Linked DNA regions of Ovis aries: region 1 is linked to region 2. A link is a contact called in public Hi-C data. All regions are on one chromosome and are shown on one strand. Each heading gives the region's core, a stretch centred on a gene start, on an enhancer-like site or on the middle of the called end of the contact. The rest is flanking DNA. Distances are from core to core; before and after follow the strand shown. Region 1 holds the start of TOLLIP (toll interacting protein). Region 2 overlaps MOB2 (MOB kinase activator 2).

Region 1 (4,739 bases), core at 1,718-4,217, 160 kb before region 2:
GCACGGGGCGGAGAAGGTAGCAAGGAGGGAAATGCCAGCGCCACGGAAAGTGGGCGGACAGCGCAGGGCGGGCAACCCTCAGCGGCCACTCGGGGAAAGCTATTCTGAAGACACAAATACCACAGCTTCTGGAATTTAAGTCAATTCCCAGCTCCTCAGGCTCCCTGTTCAGGGACAGAGGGAATCTCCCCAAGTGGGCAGGCCCACTTCTGCCTTCATGTGCCTGGGGACCCTGCCCATCCGTCCTTCACCAGGCGCCGGAGGAGACAATCAGACTTCAGAGTCAGCCCAGGTCCCCTGGTCAGTGACCCTGGGCTGAGGCTGAGTGCTGCCTGTCCTGTGTGAGCCAGGCTGGGACCCCCCGCAGAGGCTGGCCCTTGGGCGTGCCACCCAGCCGGGACCCAGCGCATCCGCGGGCCTCCACTGCACCAGGCACGCACAGGACAGCCCCCGCCAAGTCCATGCATCCTGGCAAGGGAAGCGGTCTCCACCAGACTCTAGTAACCGCAAAAGGAAGGGCTCCCCAACGCCGATAACTGGAGAGGAAGCCTCTACAAGTGTCGTTCACCCACGGGGGATAGGCTGGTGGGGAGACGTAGAACGAGAGGGTAGGTACCAGGCAAAAGCTCTAGAAAACACAGAAAGCCCACTCGAGTGACCCCCCGCCCCCCAGCACAGGCACCCCAGCAGGAGCTCCCAGCCTCGAAGCAGTGGCTCTCCCCACCCTCTCCAGCTCTGCTTTCCACGCTCCCCTTCCCTTAAGTCTCGGTCAGCCGTGCTTCCTCCACAGCCCTGCTCACCCCACGCCCTGGCCCAGGGAGGCTACTGCTCACCACGATTCCAGGCCAGACCTTCAGGCCCAGGCCTGGCTCCTCTGTGAGCCTGACGGCGGCATCAGTGAGCCGTGCTACCCAAGACGCCGAGAGCGCCCGCACCGAGGCCAGTGCGCCCGAGGGCCGGAGCCCCCAGCTGCTCTGGCCCTGACCGAACCTCAGGGCATGAGCTCGGCCCCTGAGGAGCACCCCCACACCCCTGCCAGTCCACGCGTGGGGCCCAAGTCCCCGACAAGAGAACGTGCCAGTCGTCCGGGTCACTGGGAGCTCAACAGCACAGGCCTCACATCCAGACACCCCCTGCCGCCTGGGCCCTGTCACAGCCCTACCTCAGCGCAGGGCCAACATCCCTCTGGACTAGAGGAGGCCCGCCTTCACCACGCGCTCCCCTTGCCTGGGTCCCAGGCCTGCGCATGTCTGCCTGCGGATCCCGCCTGGCGAAGGCACAGAGCTCCCAGCAGGTCTGACCCAGGACAGAACCAACACCCGTCCCTGCTGCCCCTATAGAACGGAGGAAGTGCTGACGCTCAGCCTGCTCCAAGCCACTGTGTGCAGTGAAGACGGAGACGGGAAGCCAGGGGCCAGAATCCACCCTACGAACTCCGGGACCTTTCCACATGCATGTCTGTCACGAAGCCCTGTCACGTCCCATTCAAACGGTCAGAAAGAACACCTGTGCCCAAAGGGCTTCCAACAAGACCTGCCTTCCTCAAACTCAGAAAGACGCCGTGTGGATAGATTCGTCTCCCGCTGGCAGAGACACAGACAAGATCTGTCCATCCTGGCGGGAGAGTGAAGAGCCAGGGCTGCGGGGACTTCCCTGGTGAAGCCACATCAAACCATCAACCAGAACCTTGTCCCAGCTGAAGGCTCTGACTGTGATTAAAGCAAACAAACCCTCACCGCTCATGGTCAGGCACCCCAACCCAGTCTGAACGGGGGCTAGAGGTGACTCCCCAGGAGCCGAAGCCTTGCTCTTGGACAAGGACACAGCAGCCGCGCAGGAGACAGGACTCCAGGGCCAGGGGCAGAAGAGGACTCCCAGCTCAGGACCCCTCATGTGTTACCAAAGGAACCGAGGGACACAGCTGGGCCTGGACCCTCCTTCATCCAAGCCTGGCCGGGTGGCTCCTCTACAGACGGACACTCTAGGCACAGGGTGTTGCCTCCTCCCGGGGACCCAGCGGGTGCCGACCCCGCCCGACCCCGGGGCCCGCCGGTGGGGGCGGGGCCCCCTCCACCCGGGGACGCAACGGGCGCCGACCCTCCCCCATCCCGGGGAACCAACCGGCGCCGACCCTCCTCCTCCCGGGGACGCAACGGGCGCCGACCATCGCCCATCCCGGGGAACCAACGGGCGCCGACCATCGCCCATCCCGGGGAACCAACGGGCGCCGACCATCGCCCATCCCGGGGAACCAACCGGCGCCGACCATCGCCCATCCCGGGGAACCAACGGGCGCCGACCCTCCCCGGCCCCGGGGAACCAACGGGCGCCGACCCTCCCCCATCCCGGGGAACCAACCGGCGCCGACCCTCCTCCTCCCCGGGACGCAACGGGCGCCGACCATCGCCCATCCCGGGGAACCAACGGGCGCCGACCATCGCCCATCCCGGGGAACCAACGGGCGCCGACCCTCCCCGGCCCCGGGGAACCAACGGGCGCCGACCATCGCCCATCCCGGGGACGCAACGGGCGCCGACCCTCCCCGGCCCCGGGGAACCAACGGGCGCCGACCATCGCCCATCCCGGGGACGCAACGGGCGCCGACCCTCCCCGGCCCCGGGGAACCAACCGGCGCCGACCCGCCTCCTCCCCGGGAACCAACCGGCGCCGACCACCCCCCGCCTCGGGCGCCCGGTGAGCGTGAGGCCTCGTCCTCCCGGGGGCCCGCACGGTGCGCGGCCTCTCCCTGCCGGGGACTCCCTTCCGCTCGCACGGAGCCCGGCGTCGGCCTGTGCCCGAAGGCCGCGGAGCCCGCCCCCGCCGGAGCCTACCGGCCCGCGCTGCGTGCTGACGGTGGTCGCCATGGTCCGGCCGGGCCCGCGCGTAGCCCCCCGACAGCCGCCAGAGACGCGAGCCGACGGCGGTCCCGCGAGGCCGCAGCCGCCTCAGTCAGCTGACGGCGGCCCCGCCCCCCCCGGCCCGGACGCAGGCGCAGAGCGCGCCGCCGCTTCCGGCTTCTCGCGCAGGCGCGCGCGCTCCCGCCGGGCGCCTGCGCAGTCGCGCCCGCCGCGCCGCGGCCGCGTGAAATGGCTCCCGGGCCGGCGCTGTGCGCTTGCGCGCTGGGGCGCGGCGGGCAGCCGGGCGCGGCCGGCCGGGGCGGGCGGTGACGCGAGCCGCCGCGGCTGCCGCGCGGGCTCGTGGCCCGGCCGCGCCCCGCGAGCGGCCGGCGTGACCCGGTGCGGCCGCGGCCTTCCGAGTGTTCCGGCGGTGAGGCCGCGCGATTCCCCTGCCGCCCGCCGGCCCCTCGGCTCGGTGTGCCCGACGCTGCTGGCCGGGCGGCCGCTGGGGTCTCCACGCAGCCCTGCGCTTTTCCATCCGAGGCGGCTCCCCCGGGCCTGGCGTTCTGCTCCCGACACCGGCGGCTCCCAGGCGGCGGTGGCGCGAGACAGCCGCTGGCCGCTCCAGGCCGCCGCGCGGATTCCCCCGCCAGTGGCCACCCTCTCGCGCCCGAGCTGGAGCGCCGCGTCCCCCTCGCGCCACAGCCTCCGCCGCCCGCCAGTCGCCTCTCCCGGATGGGAAGTATTAAGGAGCTTCCAGATGGCACCCAACCCACAGCGAGACCCCGCGTCCTTAAACCTTACCCGGAATCACCTATAAGAGCCCCCATCCTACACGGGGTCCCCCTGTGCGTCCCCAGGGTGTCTGGTTCGTCGAGGTGCAGGCGTTCCCGGTGGCCTGCCTGGAGGGCACTTTCACACCCGAGGCTTGAGCCGTCCTTGCCCTGCTGTGTGCCTCCCAGAACCTTCAGAAGTAGCCAGCCCACTGCGCAGCCTTTGCAGTCCCGCATTTGCCCAAGCGGCTGGCTACCCACTGGCACGGCGCCCCATGCCGCCGCTGGTGACCATTTTAGGAACTGGGATGTCCCTTGTCCCTGGATGACACGGGCTCCTGGTACTCGATTTCCCTGGGCAAGGACTTTATCCACACACTCATCAGATAGACGTGCACCTCAAGGCCAGAATCCCATTTAGAGCCTGTTTCCTGGGGTCACTTCCGGTGGCAATTATAGTATCAGTCAGGGTCCCGGCAAGAAACAGCGGGTGTTCTCGGGAAGAACACTGCAGAGATTTCAGCAAATGTCCTGTTTACCAAGAAAGGGCGAAGTGAAAAAGCAAAGCATGAGAGACTTTTAGTCTCAGGGAGCTGCCACTACTCCTGGCCTGGAAGAGAAGGAGGGAGCAGAGGGCAGGACAAGAGGCTTCCTCAGCAGATGGGGAAGTCACTGCCAACCACAGGGCTGTGGGAGGGGCCTGCGGACACGAACCCCTGGCCTCTGTCCTCCCATCTCTGATCTATACAGTGTCTGCCATCAAACTAACCGGGAGATCCATTCTGTAGACAGACACAAAGAGAGGTAGAGAAAGGTGGAGAGGATCTGGGGAGGCCAGCCAGAAACTAATCTACATGTGTGTCTGAATATCCTCAATAGTGGGTGGGAAGGAGAGAGTGGGAGGAATGGCGAGAGCAGCTTGGAAAAATATACACTAACATTCGCAGAACAGACAGCCAGTGGGAATTTGATGTATGACTCAAATTGAGGAACTCCAACTGGGGATCTGTGACCACCTAGAGGGGTGGGAGATGGGAGGGAGGCTCAAGGAGGGAAAACACAGTATTGCAATTATCCTTCAATTAAAAATAAATATCCTCAATAACCAGGGGACACAGTTTTGTAAAAC
Region 2 (4,553 bases), core at 901-3,400:
ATTTTAACCGTTGGTAGTTTTTCCAATCCATGAACACAGAATATCTTTTATGCCTTCAATTTAATTAACTGATGTCTTATAGTTTTCAATATACAAATTTTTCACCTCCTTAGTTTATTCATAAATATTTTATTCTTTTCAACGTCACTGGAAATGGGATCATTTTCTTAATTTTTTTGTTCTGGCCATGCCACGTAGCATGCAGGCTCTTGGTTCCTCAGCCAGGGCCTGGCCCACGCTCCTTCAGTGGAACCCAGAGCCCAGCCACCGGACTGCCAGGCAAGGCCCCTTCATTTCCCTAACGGACAGGGCGAGCGCCTTTACGAAGACGGCTGGGAAGCTCGATCCTTGCCCTCATTTGCGTCTGGGCCCTGAAGCTGGAGGTCAACTATTCTAAACGCTGTGACCAGAAAGCCGCACAGGAGTTGGGCGGGCAGGCGGGAGGTTCTCCAAGCCGAGGAGCACAGGCAGGGCTTTCGGCGTCAGAGGCTCAGGGCAGGGGCACCCACGGGTGCGGGTGGGGACGGAGGGAGATGAGGACCCCAGCCCTCAGACAAGGGCGTCCAGAAGGCCTTCTGGGCAGGGGCACGACCCGGTCAGTACTCTGCTGGTTTGCAGAAGGTGCGAACCAAAGATAAAGACATGCGCTCCCCAATCCCACCCATGGGTGCCTGGGTCTAGGAGGGCCCGAGGCCCTGGAGCTGGGTCAGCCCATGGCACCGTGGGCCCACCCGGAGGGCGCCCAGGAAGCCGTGACCCGGTGTCATCACACCGCCCACAGGCGACTCCTGGGTCAGGTCCCGCGGGCAGGGCCGTGGGCCGCGCAACCAGTCAGGCCCCTGCCTGCTCCAGCATAGGCTCGCAAGGGCCAGGGTGCAGCCTCTAGCCCAGACCCTCCAAACCTCACTCGAGGGACATTTTATTGTTTTCATTAGAGACCACGTGACCCAGACTTCTGAGAAAAACACTGAGAAAACTGCAGTCTACCTGCGAGCCGCTCCCGGTGGGCGGGGGCCGTGACAATGCTACCTGCGAGCCGCTCCCGGTGGACGGCGGGGGAGGTGGGGGGGGGGGCGGGGGCCGGCCCGTGATCACCACTGCTCTCCCGTCTGCGGTGCTGCCGGAGGAGCCTGTGACGCTGACTGCAGCCCATCAGCAGAAGGCTGGGGACGCCGCAGGCCCAGGGTCCCGATGGCACTGACGCCGTAAGGCCCATGGACGCTGGGCAAACACAGCCGCGCACCCAGCCCTGCTCTGCCACCCCCGCTGGGCAGGCGCGGGCCAAGGGCCCTGTGGAGACGCGCTCGCCGCACCCTCGCAGCAGCGCCTGCTCCTACAACGCAGCCACCACTGCAGGCATGACAGGAAGAGACGTGAGGACGTGGCCCCCTACCCGCGAGGAGCCACGGCCCCCAGGGGGAGGCGGCAGGGCCAGCCTAAGGCCTGGAGACCTGAGAGAGCAGCCGCGGCCACCCGGCTGGCGGCAGAGGAAGGGCCTCTGAGCACCACGTGCAGGGCCGGCCGTGCTGGCCCCGGGTCAGCCCTGTGCCCGCAGGTCCTGGCTGTGCAGACAGGGGCAGGCTGACGGCAGACCCCATCAGGCCCCTGCTGCTCCGTCCTGAAAGGGTCCACGCCGGCCCCACAAGCACGCCTGCACCCCTGGGAGGGCAGCTGGACCTGCCTCAGTCCCCAAGCAGGAGCCGAGCGGGGGGCGGGGGCCCTGGGCTGGCCTGTGCACGCCCCTGCCCTCAACCGTGTGGACGGCCATGCGGGCCCGGAGGGCCCCAGCTCGATGGCTGGGCAGGGCCCAGGACGGCGCGTGAGCAGATGTGAGCTCCACGAGCTCCACGGCAGGTGGCGGGCTGCGCCTTACATGGCGCCACCTCACAAGAGAGTGGCCGTCTACTGTGAACCAGGGCCCGCTGTCCTCCTGGCGACAGCTCAGACTCAGGGCCCGCAAACCACCAACGCTCCCACCTACACCCACACGTCCAGTGAGGAGGCAACGCACGAGGAGAAAGGGCACAGAGCACCCAACACCCCGGCCGCGTACGAGCCAGGGTTCACGGGTCCTTCCTGCCTGGCGGGGCTGACCACCGCACGTTAAGCCCGGCTACCCTCGGCTGGCCTGGAAGGAAGTGCACAAGAGCCAGCAAGGTCACAACAAGAGGACACGCTTATTTTTGTACGAATTATAAACGCCAGAGCTCTCAGAACTCAGCTGAGCCCAGCACTTCTTCAGCCAAGAAGGTAGGAGGCCTTCCCGCAGGAACAAGAGAATGTGCTCAAAAACAAGGGTTTCCATCACAAAGCACTTCCCACCCCTGCTGCAGGCCCGCGCCCGGAGAAGCGCCTGGGCCGCCGCCACGGGCACTCTGCAGACAGCACCCCCAGACCCGGGCCCCTGCACAGGGCCACGCGGACCCAGCCCAGCGTTCTGCTTCCAGGGGGCGGGAGCAGGCCGGGCGGGGGGGGCGGGGACAGCCTGTGACGACGGGCGGGACCCACAGGGCCTCCGCCACGCGCCCCAGCACTTTAAGCGCTCAGTGGGCGTGAGCATGTCCACATCTGTGAAGCTAGTGGACATGACCGCGGCCATGAGAACACCTCCACACAGCAGGCGCCTCGCAGAGAACTCCTCCCAGCCAGAACCAGTCTGCAGGGCTGGGGCTGGAGCCTCCCCATCGGGTGCCAGGGCTCAGGGAGCAGCCGTGAGTGACCCCGAGCTCACCTGACCTGTGGACGGCATGGGCGGGGGGTGGGAGTGAGCCCTGCTCCTGGCGCCTCTCCTGGGACCAGAGGCCATGGGCCCAAAGCCCCGAGGCCAGCTGCCCTGGTGCCCGCCGCCCTGGTGCCCGCCTGCTGCTGGGCTGTGGGAGTGAGGCTCCTGGGCTGTGGGAGAGAAGAGCATCCAGAAGGGAGGTCCCACGCTGCCCCGGCCACCAGAGGCCCACCTCCTCTCAGGGGAGGGGCAGAGCCCTGTGCTGGGAAAAAGCCGCGGCCCCCCCTCTCCGCACACACCCCATGCCAGGGATGCTCAGGAACATGGGCAGCCCCAGCCCTGAGCGCCCCCGGACAACACGCTGCCAGCTGGACAAGGGAGGATGGTCACGACGCCAACCACCCCACACTCCCAGCAAGAAGGTCCTCCAAGAGGACAAGGTCCTCCCAGAGAGTCATCCTGCGCCCGGGGCAGCAACCGAGATGAGGGAGAGGCGGGGCAGCCCGGGGCAGCCACAGCCTGCGCTCTCTTCTGTGGAGTCCTTCTCTGTTCACTCACCACCTTCAAAAGCTAAGAGACCACAGGACAGAGGACCAGACGTGGGCAGCGGGGTGTCCACAGTCTCTCCCTCGGGACAGCTCAGCCCTGCCTCCTGCCGTCACTCCCAACACCCAGGAGGGGCCGGGCACGGCACGAGCTCACCTGGAGGACCGCACTGGCCCAGGCTCTCCGTGCGCCCCGCCCCTGCCGTCTTCCCCACGGCCCCAGGGCCCACATGCGCCTGGACTGGGAGCCCCACTCTGTGAGGGCAGCGAGAACGGAATTCCTTTCCCAACAGAATCAACTAAATGGCATGCATAGTCCCAACACAGAGAGAGAGAGAGAGAGAGAGAGTGTGTGTGTGTGTGTGTCTGTGTGTGTGTGTCTGTGTGTGTGTGTACACACGGGCACACAGCCAGGAAGGGGAGGGCAGGGACATGAGCTCTGGTCCATCCCCAGGCCCTGCCAGGGCTGCAGCCCACAGACGCACACCCAGCCCCCGGCTCCCTCGGCCTGGACACACGCACAGGCAGCTGCGCCTCGGGTGCGCTGCTCGGGCTCCCGCACGGCCACAGCCCCTCTCGGCAGGAGAGCCTGCGCCCAGGGGAGACGCAGAGTTGGGCGCGCCGGGGAGAGAGCGCCCTGAGCTGGGGGCCAGCACCTCCCAGTTCCTGTCTCTGCTTCTCCCTGTCTCTTTAAGAATAAGTCCCATTCATCCTGACACTTGGGATCAGATCCCCTTACAACACCGGGCTGGCCAGGGCTGTGCGTCTCCGTGGTGACCAGGGCTGGGAAGTTTCGGTTCATCTCCGCATCCATCAGACACTGCACCTTCAGATTTCCCTTTATTTGGTTGTTAAAAATTCTGCAAATGGAAAACACTCAATCCCCTGGCAGACTGTGAAAAGGCACACGCGACAGTTCTTTGCTCAAAAAGATACAGAAGGTTTAGAAAGATGAAATCGGGAAGTCGTCTTGCTCCACTACCTTGAAAACGGTTCAATAAAGTTCTGGATGAAAATTAAAACCTGTGTTTTCTTTCTCGTATTTAAAAACTGAAGGAACTTTTTGGCCAACATAATAGCAAGGATTCACCTCAGTCATAAACAGCCAGACGGCTCTGCAAAGAGCAGGCCCGCGAGTGACTACAAGACCCCGTGCCCAGCCCAGCCCAGCCAGGGACGGTCTTGCTGCCACCTCCTGGCCGACGCAGGCCAACCAGCACCTTCCCCACCCGCGCCGAGCGGCACTCCTGCCCACTGGGAGCCAGCGGCACCCCAGCAGGGCACAG

The links. Hi-C and Micro-C count contacts between places; a contact is called where the count stands out from the background.
Region 1: a contact with region 2 is called in a Hi-C map of liver, with 1.8 times the contacts expected there. The contact joins the promoter of TOLLIP here to the enhancer-like site in region 2. A contact is called at or near these places in 2 of 16 Hi-C or Micro-C datasets (hypothalamus and liver).

Annotation. Positions count from the first base shown.
Region 1 is chr21:46,561,634-46,566,372 of ARS-UI_Ramb_v3.0, reverse strand. TOLLIP (toll interacting protein) reads right to left here and starts at 2,967. Exons shown (of 6, transcript XM_027959318.3): 1 at 2,832-2,967. The coding sequence starts at 2,864.
Region 2 is chr21:46,397,783-46,402,335 of ARS-UI_Ramb_v3.0, reverse strand. The region is part of intron 1 of MOB2 (MOB kinase activator 2); the gene reads right to left. Among named protein-coding and RNA genes, the nearest start is that of MOB2, 11 kb to the right of the region's middle. Within about 2 kb of position 2,150, at least 4 of the 54 cell types and tissues checked have an H3K27ac peak or open chromatin away from gene starts, as enhancers often do. A contact at or near this core is called in liver, where this site is marked.